3 separate regions of the Mus musculus genome follow, and regions 1 and 3 are each linked to region 2. Evidence: chromatin contacts called from public Hi-C and promoter capture Hi-C data. All regions are on one chromosome and are shown on one strand. The core of a region is the stretch at or near the end of the contact, and the rest is flanking DNA. Distances in the headings are between cores, read along the strand shown.

Evidence for each region. Promoter capture Hi-C pulls out the DNA fragments that hold promoters and counts their contacts. A called contact is a pair of places that touch in the nucleus more often than the background predicts.
Region 1: a contact with region 2 is called in a promoter capture Hi-C map of liver. The contact joins the enhancer-like site here to the promoter of Riox1 in region 2. A contact is called at or near these places in 10 of 39 promoter capture datasets (the 3T3-L1 cell line, 3T3-L1-derived adipocytes, the C10 cell line and 6 more), 4 of 484 Hi-C or Micro-C datasets (CD4 T cells, bone marrow-derived macrophages, embryonic stem cells and 1 more), 10 of 115 datasets of contacts at active chromatin or transcription factors (acute myeloid leukemia, bone marrow-derived macrophages, embryonic stem cells and 5 more) and 3 of 9 other capture datasets (adipose tissue, bone marrow-derived macrophages and liver).
Region 3: a contact with region 2 is called in a Hi-C map of bone marrow-derived macrophages, with 39 read pairs. The contact joins the enhancer-like site here to the promoter of Riox1 in region 2. A contact is called at or near these places in 14 of 39 promoter capture datasets (the 3T3-L1 cell line, 3T3-L1-derived adipocytes, the C10 cell line and 9 more), 1 of 15 datasets of contacts at CTCF or cohesin (large pre-B cells), 13 of 484 Hi-C or Micro-C datasets (CD4 T cells, the N1E-115 cell line, bone marrow-derived dendritic cells and 8 more), 7 of 115 datasets of contacts at active chromatin or transcription factors (bone marrow-derived macrophages, cardiomyocytes, embryonic stem cells and 3 more) and 4 of 9 other capture datasets (adipose tissue, bone marrow-derived macrophages, liver and 1 more).

What each region holds. Positions count from the first base shown.
Region 1 is chr12:83,790,238-83,793,787 of GRCm38.p6, forward strand. It overlaps Papln (papilin, proteoglycan-like sulfated glycoprotein), which reads left to right. Exons shown (of 27, transcript NM_130887.3): 27 at 1,595-2,147. The coding sequence ends at 1,770. Among named protein-coding and RNA genes, the nearest start is that of Papln, 28 kb to the left of the region's middle. Within about 2 kb of position 1,679, at least 31 of the 459 cell types and tissues checked have an H3K27ac peak or open chromatin away from gene starts, as enhancers often do. A contact at or near this core is called in forebrain and liver, where this site is marked.
Region 2 is chr12:83,949,023-83,952,115 of GRCm38.p6, forward strand. Riox1 (ribosomal oxygenase 1) reads left to right here and starts at 1,586. Exons shown (of 1, transcript NM_023633.3): 1 at 1,586-3,093. The coding sequence starts at 1,670. All of the region lies in intron 16 of Heatr4 (HEAT repeat containing 4), which reads right to left.
Region 3 is chr12:83,810,627-83,813,821 of GRCm38.p6, forward strand. It overlaps Numb (NUMB endocytic adaptor protein), which reads right to left. Exons shown (of 10, transcript NM_001136075.2): 4 at 660-734. Among named protein-coding and RNA genes, the nearest start is that of Gm46367, 10 kb to the right of the region's middle. Within about 2 kb of position 1,490, at least 13 of the 459 cell types and tissues checked have an H3K27ac peak or open chromatin away from gene starts, as enhancers often do. A contact at or near this core is called in bone marrow-derived macrophages, where this site is marked.

The sequences.
Region 1 (3,550 bases), core at 429-2,928, 160 kb before region 2:
AGAGCCTCCAGTCAAACAGCCAGTTCTCATAACCTGAGGTGCATCCCGAAGATGCCAGAGAAAGGGTTCTTGGCTTGGCGGTAATGGTACCAACTGCCTGGTGTGCTTGAACATTGCCGTGCCACCGGGGCAGGCCTGGCTGTCCTCCTGGATGCCAGACTGCGGGTGAGAACTGGCCAGGGGTTGAAGGTGTCTGCTACAGTGTTGCTTTGTGAGACTGACACTCAGGTTTCCCTCTGTGAGCTCCCTGGGACCCTAGGGCCCAGACAAGTGCTCTGCAATATGGAGACTCACACGGCTGTGACTGTGTGTGCCTGTGTGACCACACTCTGGTCAAAGTCCCATATGGCAGGACTTCTACCTTTGATGTTTCTAGAAAATCCTACTCATCTATACACTGATCAAACTAATAAGACCAGGAAAACCCAGAATGCAGATTTACTGTGGTGAAGAGAAGAGACCTTAGGAGACTGAGGATCTGAGCATGGTGATACATGGTGACACATGCCTATGAATTCTAGAACATTATCCTGACTTAAGACAAAACCTACCACACTACCAAACTCCTCAAGGGGACCTGGATGTTTACATTTGTGATCAGCCGTAGATGTGTCTACAGTGAGGGAAGCTTGTTTGACAATGGTGGCTAGTAGGCTTTTAGGCTTTTGGTGATGTGTGGCTGCCAAGCTGATCTCCCAGACACCACCCACGGCCACAGGCCTCTTTTGCTCTCTGCTGCATGTGGCTAAGAATATGTTCCATATTCTGGAGGCATCTCTCCAGAAGCCCGGCTGTCCCCCCCCAGCCTGTCTGTATTCCTTTCACTGACCAGGCTGCAGATCTGTTCTAACTCGTTGGTTTGGAGTCACATAGTGAGTGTCTCATGACTGGGAGCACTGGAGTTAGTTGGCTTAGGCTTTTCTCACCCTGGCTTGTTCTGCCCAAGGGTTAAGTGAATAGGATATATTGTGGGGACAAAGGCTGTCTGCTAACCATTCTGTCTGCCTCATTTTCTGAGGGGAGGACACGGCTGTGGGGCCAGGGCAGCAGACAGCACTCAGGTTTTTGCTGTGTGCCTGGTGGTAGGGACAGTGCTGCAAGAGCCTGCAGAGAGAAGGGGGGTAATTGTAGGATGAGAGAGTGGAATCAAATTCTTAACAATCACCAGACACTCGTAGGATATTGAGGGTGGCACGCGGGCTTGGGCCTCCGTGTAGTCTTAGAACTTTGAAGATTCATCACGTTCTCGGGTGGAAACCAGGAAAGATGGGGATATAGGAGACAGATGCAAGCTGGGAGGTTGGTGGAACCCAGTAGCAATAGGAAGATGGCAATGGCTTACTGACTTCCGGTTTCCCTAGGACTGACCCTACTGATCTTTCCTGCCAATCTGGGCCCATATAGCTGTCATTGGCTTTGCAGTTCCAGACAGTAGGGCAGGAAGTTAAATGTGGAGCCGTCGATGGTCTAGCCAGAAATAGGAAAGCCTGGAAAAGGCTGTGCACTGGGCATAGGCCGCAGATAAGGGTCACAGGAGGGCCTGTGAGAGGCTGCAGCGAGAGCTGCCTCAGCCCTTTCTCTCCTTGTCCTGCAGCGCCAGCCGCACAGTCCAGGGACCTAGGCAAGGACTGCATCGACCAGCCGGAGCTGGCCAACTGTGCGTTGATCCTGCAGGCCCAGCTCTGTGGCAATGAATATTACTCCAGCTTCTGCTGTGCCAGCTGCTCCCGCTTCCAGCCAAATGCCCAGCCTGTGTGGCAGCAGGGATGAAGGCTGGCTGTGGCGCCAGGTCTGGATAGTTTGCTGGGGAGAAGGGATGGTAAGACATGGCTTGCAGAGGGAGTCGTCTTTCAGATCCTGCCCCTCTCAGAAATCCAGGGTTGAGCCCCAGCAGCTGCCAGTGCCGGCTTCCCTTGTAGTGCTCAGCAGGGTCTGTCTGATATGACCACAGGCTGCTGTGAAGAAGAGGAACCCTTTACACCTCCCCTCTATAGTATCTACTGCACCGAGGACCTTTTATCTGAAATGCTTTGGACCAAAGTGTTTTAAGCTATTAAGTATTTGTAGACTTTACTAATTGAACGTCCCTAACCTAAAGTTCTGAAATGCTCCGAAGCTTCAAAGACCCAATCGCCATGTCAGCTTTCAAAACTGTCCGGGTTTCGAAGCACGTTTGATTTTGGGTGAGAGGTGCTCAATTTGTACAGAGAATCCACTTAGCGCACTGCAGAGCCAGCTGGGTGGGGTGTCTGTGATGGCAGGGGGACGGTAACTGCTCAGTCAGACAAGGATTCCTGCTAGAATCCAGGTCTGTGTGTGGGGAGAGGTGAGCAGTCATTCAGGCTGTCCATCTTCCTGGGCAGTGGCAGTGGCACAGCTGCCTTCACCACCATCAGTGTGTGAAGCTCACAGTGTAATGCCAGGGAAAAGCACTCAGCAAGGTGGAGGCCATAGGCTGCGATGCAGGGGTGTGGGATGGAAAAGCCAGACAGCCTGAAAAGGTCCACTCCTTACACAGCTCACTGGCCTGCTCTGAGTAGTGAAGAGTCATGCTTCCTTAAGTAGGAATCTGTGGAGCTTATCTGTTGCTAGAGAAACTCAGACTATGCTGCAAACAGTGGCTGGGAGCTGGTGAGATGGCTCAGTGGTTAAGGCACTCACTGGCAAGCCTGATGGCTGGAATGTGCTCTCTGGAACCTCCCTGGTGGGTGGCAGAACTGACTCAGGCCAGCCGCCCTGACTGCACGCACGGAAGCACAGCTGTAAAGTCCGTAGAACAGCAGCTGCGAATGGTGCTGCAATGGTGCTGCAAGCCTACAATCCCAGGGCTCGAGAGGCTGAAGCAGGAGAGCTACAGTGTGAGGCAGTCTGGGCCACAGTGAGATCCTGCCTCAGAGTAAACAACCCATAGAACCCAGCATCAGCGGATGTGACGTGACACCCAGGGCAGTGATTTTAGTAGTCTGAGCTGCAGGAAGGCATTCATCTTTTACAATCTCCGATTTCTTAATGCTCTAGGAAGAGGCCTGGATTTAATGAGCTTCCAGGGCTCGTCCCACTTTTTCTCTGACTCCTCTGGAAGACTGTCTAGTAACACAGGTTACTATGGGAGCAAAGTTCTGACACTTGCTGGAACACAAAGCTCCCTGTGTGAGTGGTGTCTCAGGAATATCTAGGTTCCAGGCATTTTTGTTGCAGGTGGGAGTAGGGGCTGAATGGGGGGGGGGGTGAGGGATGAAATGCTCCAGGTCAGGGTGCTGAACCTCATGCTACACAGAGCACACAAGTAACTCCCCAGCCTAAAGCACAGCTTGGGAACCTCCCTTCTTCTACTGATAGTCTGACTTAATTGGCCGTGTGAGTAGACTGGGTATTATAGGTGATGTGTGAACATGCCTGTGTGTGCACTGGGGGATCGCATGCATGCTTAGAACATGTTCCACTGAGCTACACCTTGGGTAATTCCAATCTATAGCTAAGACTGAGAAGCAGTGCTGTCAGGCATGGTGGGACACACACACCTTAAAGCCCAGCATTTGAGAGATAGAGG
Region 2 (3,093 bases), core at 336-2,835:
ATTCATGAATTATTCAAATGTGGACTTCTGTACCCCCATATATATTTGCAATCCTTATTCTGAGAATCTCATGTCTCAATGTGGTGAAAAACTTGCTCTACAATAATTCCCTGATTGGTCAGTAAAGAACTGATCAGCCAATGAATGAGCACGAAAGAGAATAGGGCTGGACATTTGCAGAGTTCGAGAGAGGAAGTGGGGATTGGCTGGGAGGAGAGACTCCAAGAGAGATAAGGAAAAGGAGAAAGAAAAAACAAAGAGCAGTCCGGGAGCCCAGAGAACCAGATCAGTACTAAAATGCTGCAAGTATCAGGAAGATTCTGTCGGGAAGGTGCTAGATTAGCATAAAGGATTAAAATAGAGTAACCTGCTCAGTTGTTGTGCCCTTAAAGCTTTTTGAGTAAATATACTAGTCCAGTCTCAATTCTTTGGGAGTTAGCTGGGTTAAGAGGAAAACTGCAACACACTATGTAAAATAACACTAACACCTGTCAAGTTGACAATCGGTGTTAACCATCACAGGTTCCAATCAATTCATTTAAGCTACCTAACTCCCTGAGAAAGTATTGCCATCCTGCCCAATCAAGACCTATGTTCTGCCAGGCATGGTGGTACATACATATGTAAAATACACACACACACACACACACACACACACACACACACACACACACACACACACTCACAAGAATGCTTGCAGAAGCGGTGTCTGCGGGGGGCTAGAGATGATGGTTCAGTGGTTAAAGAGTGTTTACGACTCTATCCAAGGATCAGAGAGAGATTTCCACAAACTACTGTACTAAGAGATTTCTCTGGCCTCCTTGAGACATACACGTACGCATGCACAAACTTTTTAAAAAGTCAGAAGCTTGAAGAAGAGGAGGAGGAGGAGAAACAGCCTATTGCAATGTCATATTGAGAGGCAAGCCCAGGAGTTTGAGGTTAGAAAGGACTATGTAGCAATACACTGACAAAGTGGAGAAGTCCCTAACTTCCTTTTCAGAGGAAGAATATTAATTACAAGCGGCTCACCCTGTAACCTCAGCCTTCCCCGTGCATGAACCACCATACCTGGCAAGGCTTTGTAACTGAGGAGAGAGAGGAAAAAGAAGAGGAGAGGCTTAACAATGAAGTTTTCTGCAGTGAAGAGAGCCAGTAAGAGCTGTGCTTCATACAGAATATCAAACTTTGCCTTCATTCCATTCTACCAGGAAACTGCCTAGGAACAAAAATGCCTACCACAAAAATGAGAAAGCGGACTAAAACAGGAAGCCAGGCTCAGCGCTGCACACCTTTAATCCCAGCAATCGCGAGGCAGAGACAGAAATCTCTGTGAGTTCAAAGCCAACTTGGCTCACCTAATAAGTTCTAGGACTATATAGCTACGGCTTCTGTAGAAAGATTCTGTCCCAGAAAAGCAAAAAAGAGGAATGAAGTTGTTTTCTTTTGAAATGCCTCGTGCCTTCTTTTCTTACACGGAGTCTTTATCTGGTAGAGAATTTTGCCTTGCCAGTGCATACTACCGCGGTTTTAAAAGGTGACAAACCGGGCTAGCTGTAGGACCCAGGAAGACGGTAGGCTTGGCCTACCCAGGGAATGCCGAAGGACTCGCCCCCTTCCCAGAAAGCACCACGGCCGCGGAAGCGTGGGACCCGCCGGCCGCCCCGCTATGGACGAGCTACCGAATGGCAACGGTGCGGCGCTGCTGAAGCGCGGGCGGGGGAGGCGCCGGCGGCACCCGCAGTCGCAGCCCCGCGGCGCGTCGGTCTTGGCCCTGCCCTTGCGGCCCCGGAAGATCCGAAGGCACCGGAAAAGTGCGGCGGCGTCCCGCGTGGCCGCGCTGAGAGCTCGCGCGCTCCGGAGCGAGGACTCGGACTCGAAAGTGGCGGTGGCCTCGGTTCGGGGCAAGCGGAAGAGGCCGGCAGAGCTGCTGGAGGCCTCGCGGTCGGCGGAGCCGCGGCCGGTGTCAGCGCGCCCGAGGTCGGCTTCGGCGACGCTGCCGAGCCGCGTGGAGGGATGGGCTGCGCTCTCCCGGAACCTGGGGACGGCCGCTCCGCCGCCGCCGGGCTCGCACGCGGATGAGCCGGGGCGACCCCGGGCTTCGCCGCTGCAGCAGGTACTGACGGAGCTGAACGGCATCCCCAGCAGCCGGAGGCGCGCCGCCCGCCTCTTCGAGTGGCTCCTGGCGCCCCTGCCTCCGGACCACTTCTACCGGCGGCTGTGGGAGCGGGAGGCGGTGCTGGTGCGGCGGCAGGACCGCAGCTACTACGAGGGTCTCTTCTCCACCGCCGACCTGGACTCGATGCTGCGCTACGAGGACGTGCAATTCGGGCAGCATCTGGACGCCGCGCGCTACGTCGATGGACGGCGGGAGACCTTGAACCCGCCGGGCCGCGCGCTTCCCGCCGCCGCGTGGTCCTTGTACCGAGCCGGCTGCTCCTTGCGCCTCCTGTGCCCGCAAGCCTTCTCGCCCACCGTGTGGCAGTTTCTGGCCGTGCTCCAGGAGCAGTTTGGCAGCATGGCGGGCTCCAACGTCTACCTCACGCCCCCGGACTCGCAGGGCTTTGCTCCTCACTACGATGACATCGAGGCTTTCGTGTTGCAGCTGGAAGGTCGGAAACTCTGGCGCGTCTACCGACCGCGGGACCCGAGTGAGGAGTTGGCCCTGACATCTAGTCCCAACTTCAGCCAGGAGGACCTTGGTGAGCCTGTGCTGCAAACGGTACTGGAACCTGGAGACCTGCTCTATTTTCCTCGGGGCTTCATTCACCAAGCTGAATGTCAGGATGGAGTCCACTCCCTACACCTCACCTTGTCCACCTACCAGCGCAATACATGGGGTGACTTCCTGGAGGCTGTACTGCCTCTGGCAGTGCAAGCGGCCATAGAGGAGAACGTGGAGTTCCGCAGAGGCTTGCCCCGAGACTTCATGGATTACATGGGGGCCCAGCATTCCGACTCTAAGGATCCTAGAAGGACAGCTTTCATGGAAAAGGTGCGGGTCTTGGTTGCTCGCCTGGGACACTTTGCTCCTGTCGATGCTGTGGCTGACCAGAGAGCAAAAGACTTCATTCACGATTCCCTGCCCCCTGT
Region 3 (3,195 bases), core at 240-2,739, 140 kb before region 2:
AAACAAAAACAAAAACAAAAAACAAAAGAAAAAGAAAAAAAAAGAATCATTAAACTGCTTCTCACACCGGTTTTTGATTCGCTTAACTTTATCCAAATTAACTTCTGGTTAAAAAGCATTTCCTGACTTTAGGTCTTAAGAAAATTTATTACTGATTAATTGACCATGCATATCTTGGGCGTTCAGGGTCCCTTTCTCTCAAATGAGTGCTACCTAGAATACCGTGTGAACCTACAGTGGCCCTCGCCTCTCAGGGCTCTCAGCAGCCGGTTCATTCAGCACTAAGACATTTCCTAAGGAACAAGGCACAGTAAACATGTGGCCTGTCATCTAAAAACTACAGTAAAAGATACATTACCTTTTATATTCAAGGATCTGAAAAAAGTAAACAGAATAAAAACAGAACTCACATCTTAGCATGAAATATTAATGCTGGGTACATAAGATACGCTACATCATGTACAACAAAATGCTGAGAGATTCAGTTCATAAAGTAAACGAGTTACTAAACTAGTTTCCTGGACACTGAAACAGTCTCTCAAAGGCTGTACTGTGGACACAGTGGCAGGATCTTATAGAGCTACTACAACACTTAATGGCATTTTATCACTAGAGAGAAATCACATGAGAAGCAGCATTTAAACTCACAAAACTCTTACCTTAGTTTTCTCGTCCACAACTCTGAGCCCATCCGCTGACACCCACAGAACGGCCTTCACTGCTTTCTTTCCCGTCTTTTAAAAGAGAAGGGGGAGGGAGGAGACACACCCACACATAATATTAAAAAGAAACGAACTCAGAAAATACAGATTTCCATCCTCCAACAAGTCACAAGGAGAGAGGAAGCCCAGCTTCAGGAATGATGCCCAAAGCCAGGTACTCAAACCAAACCGCAGAGACATTCAGGAAGAAACAAGCCAGAGCTATGGCTTCAGAAACAACACAAATCCTAAGATAACTAAGTAAGGGAGAAGAGACAAATACAAGTAGAACAAGGTAACACATTCCAGAAAAGGCAAAGAAGTCACAACAAGAGTCTTCACCATTTAAAAACGCAGTCGAGAAACCTAAGAGTCTGAGAATACTGAGTGCATAAGGAGTTACACCACACGGAGACCTGCAGGGACAGAGAGGGACAGAGAAATCCCAATCAGCTCTGAACCATTCTGCTATCCTCTGAAAACTGGTGTGACCCTTTGTCACCTGAAATTTTCAGTTAAAAATGGCAAGAAACCATAATTATTCTATGAACAATCTTTTAAAAAGTAATTATTTATCCCCTCAAAATTAATAATAATTTAGCTTAGATTTTAAAAATTAATTATTTATGTATTTTCTGTATAAGGATGTTTTGTCTGCATGTATATCTGCACACCAGAAAAGGGAATTGGATCCCATGGGATGAGAGTTATTGACAGTTGTGAACAGTCATGTGGGTGAGGGGAACTGAACTCAGAAACTGCTGAGTCACCGCTCCAGCCCCAATTTAGCCAAAAAAAAAAAAATTTTTTTTTTTTTTTTTTTTGGTTTTTTGAGACAGGGTTTCTCTGTATAGCCCTGGCTGTCCTCGAACTCAGAAATCTGCCTGCCTCTGCCTCCCGAGTGCAAGGCCAATTTTTTAAATCTAACATTACATGCAGGGAAACATTCTGAGGGCATAGGAAGATTCTAAAATTACAGCTAAGATAAGGGTTGGTTTTATTTGTTTGTTTTTTGAGACAGGGTTTTTGTGTAGCCCTGGCTGTCCTGGAACTCACCGTATAGAGCAGACTGGCTTCAAACTCAGAGATCTGTCTACCTCTGCCTTCTGAGTGCTGGGATTAAAAGCATGCACCGCCATGGCTTTTTTGTTTTTTGTTTTTATGTTTTTGGGCGGGAAACAAGAATCACTTTGAACGAGCTGATAATTTATTTCTTCTTTGAGGGAATCAATGGTACTTAATGCCCTTTCTTAACTTGCCTGTGGATATAAGTAAATTAAAACAAATAAAGGCTGAGGTGGATATCGGATTGTCACAGAAGTACAGACCAAAGGGAATCTGGGGCTGAGTTTAATCAGCAGCTGCTAGAAGAACAGGGAACAACAGAACTGCTACTCTCCTCTCCATGTCCCCAAGTCCAGGAATCCTGGTTGTGGAAGCATCCTCTTTGTTTAAAAAGCGGCTAGGACCCACTCCAGGTTTGTCAGCTACACTGCCGCCACCACCACATCCTGGGTGAGATCTGAAACTTTAGCCACTGCAAAAGTGGCTACAAGACCACCTCACAGAGCACTGAAAAGCAATGCTCTGAGAACACATACCATCAAGGCAAAGGGCACATAAGTCTGGGACCCTGAAACTATCTCAGTGTGGGTTTGAAAGTAGACTGGGCATGAAGCAACAGGAGACAGTCAGGAGGAAAGGCCTCATGCACCTTCTAGGGAACTGGATCTTAATTCTATGGGCAACTGAAAGCTACTAAAAGAATTAAACACAACCACATTTGTATATCTGCTCTTACTTATCACATCTGATCGCGAGTGCACAGAGGCCTCACTGGAGTCGGCTCTTTCCCGCTATCGTGTCACCCTGGAGATTAAACTCAGGCCATCAGCCTTGGCAGCAAGGGTCTTTACCAAACACTAAACTACTGCACCAGCGCTAGATTTGCATTTTTTAAAAACCTCTTATTTTTAATTGCTCTTTATGTTTATGCACAGGTCTGTGGCTGTCAGAGGTGGTTCTGGTTCCTCTCGAGTGTCAGTTACAGACAGTTATGAGTTGCCTGAGGTGGGTACTGAGGCCTGCACTTGGTTCCTCTGGAAGAGCAGCAATGCTCTTAATTCAGTGAACTTTCCAGTCCCTAGACTTGCATTTTAAAACATCACTTTGCAGCAGTGTACCTGAGGTCAGATAGAGATCAATAAGCAAGATTCCAGGCAGGAAAGAATCAGGATGGAGCTATCTTGACTGAGATTGCAAAGGTGGTTTTACACAGTATAGGGGAGGGGATAGGTTCCTGTCTTGTGTCACTTGAGTGAAAAAGTAGCTCTGGCTAAGATAGGAAATTTCAGGAAGTCTAAGGTGTCTGTCAAGCACCCAGCTATGTGGGATTCAGAAGACAACTGAATACAGTCATTAAAATGACTTGGTTATTGTTTTCATTTGTACATAAGGAGATATGACTGTGTTGTCAAATTGACAAGGGATAGAT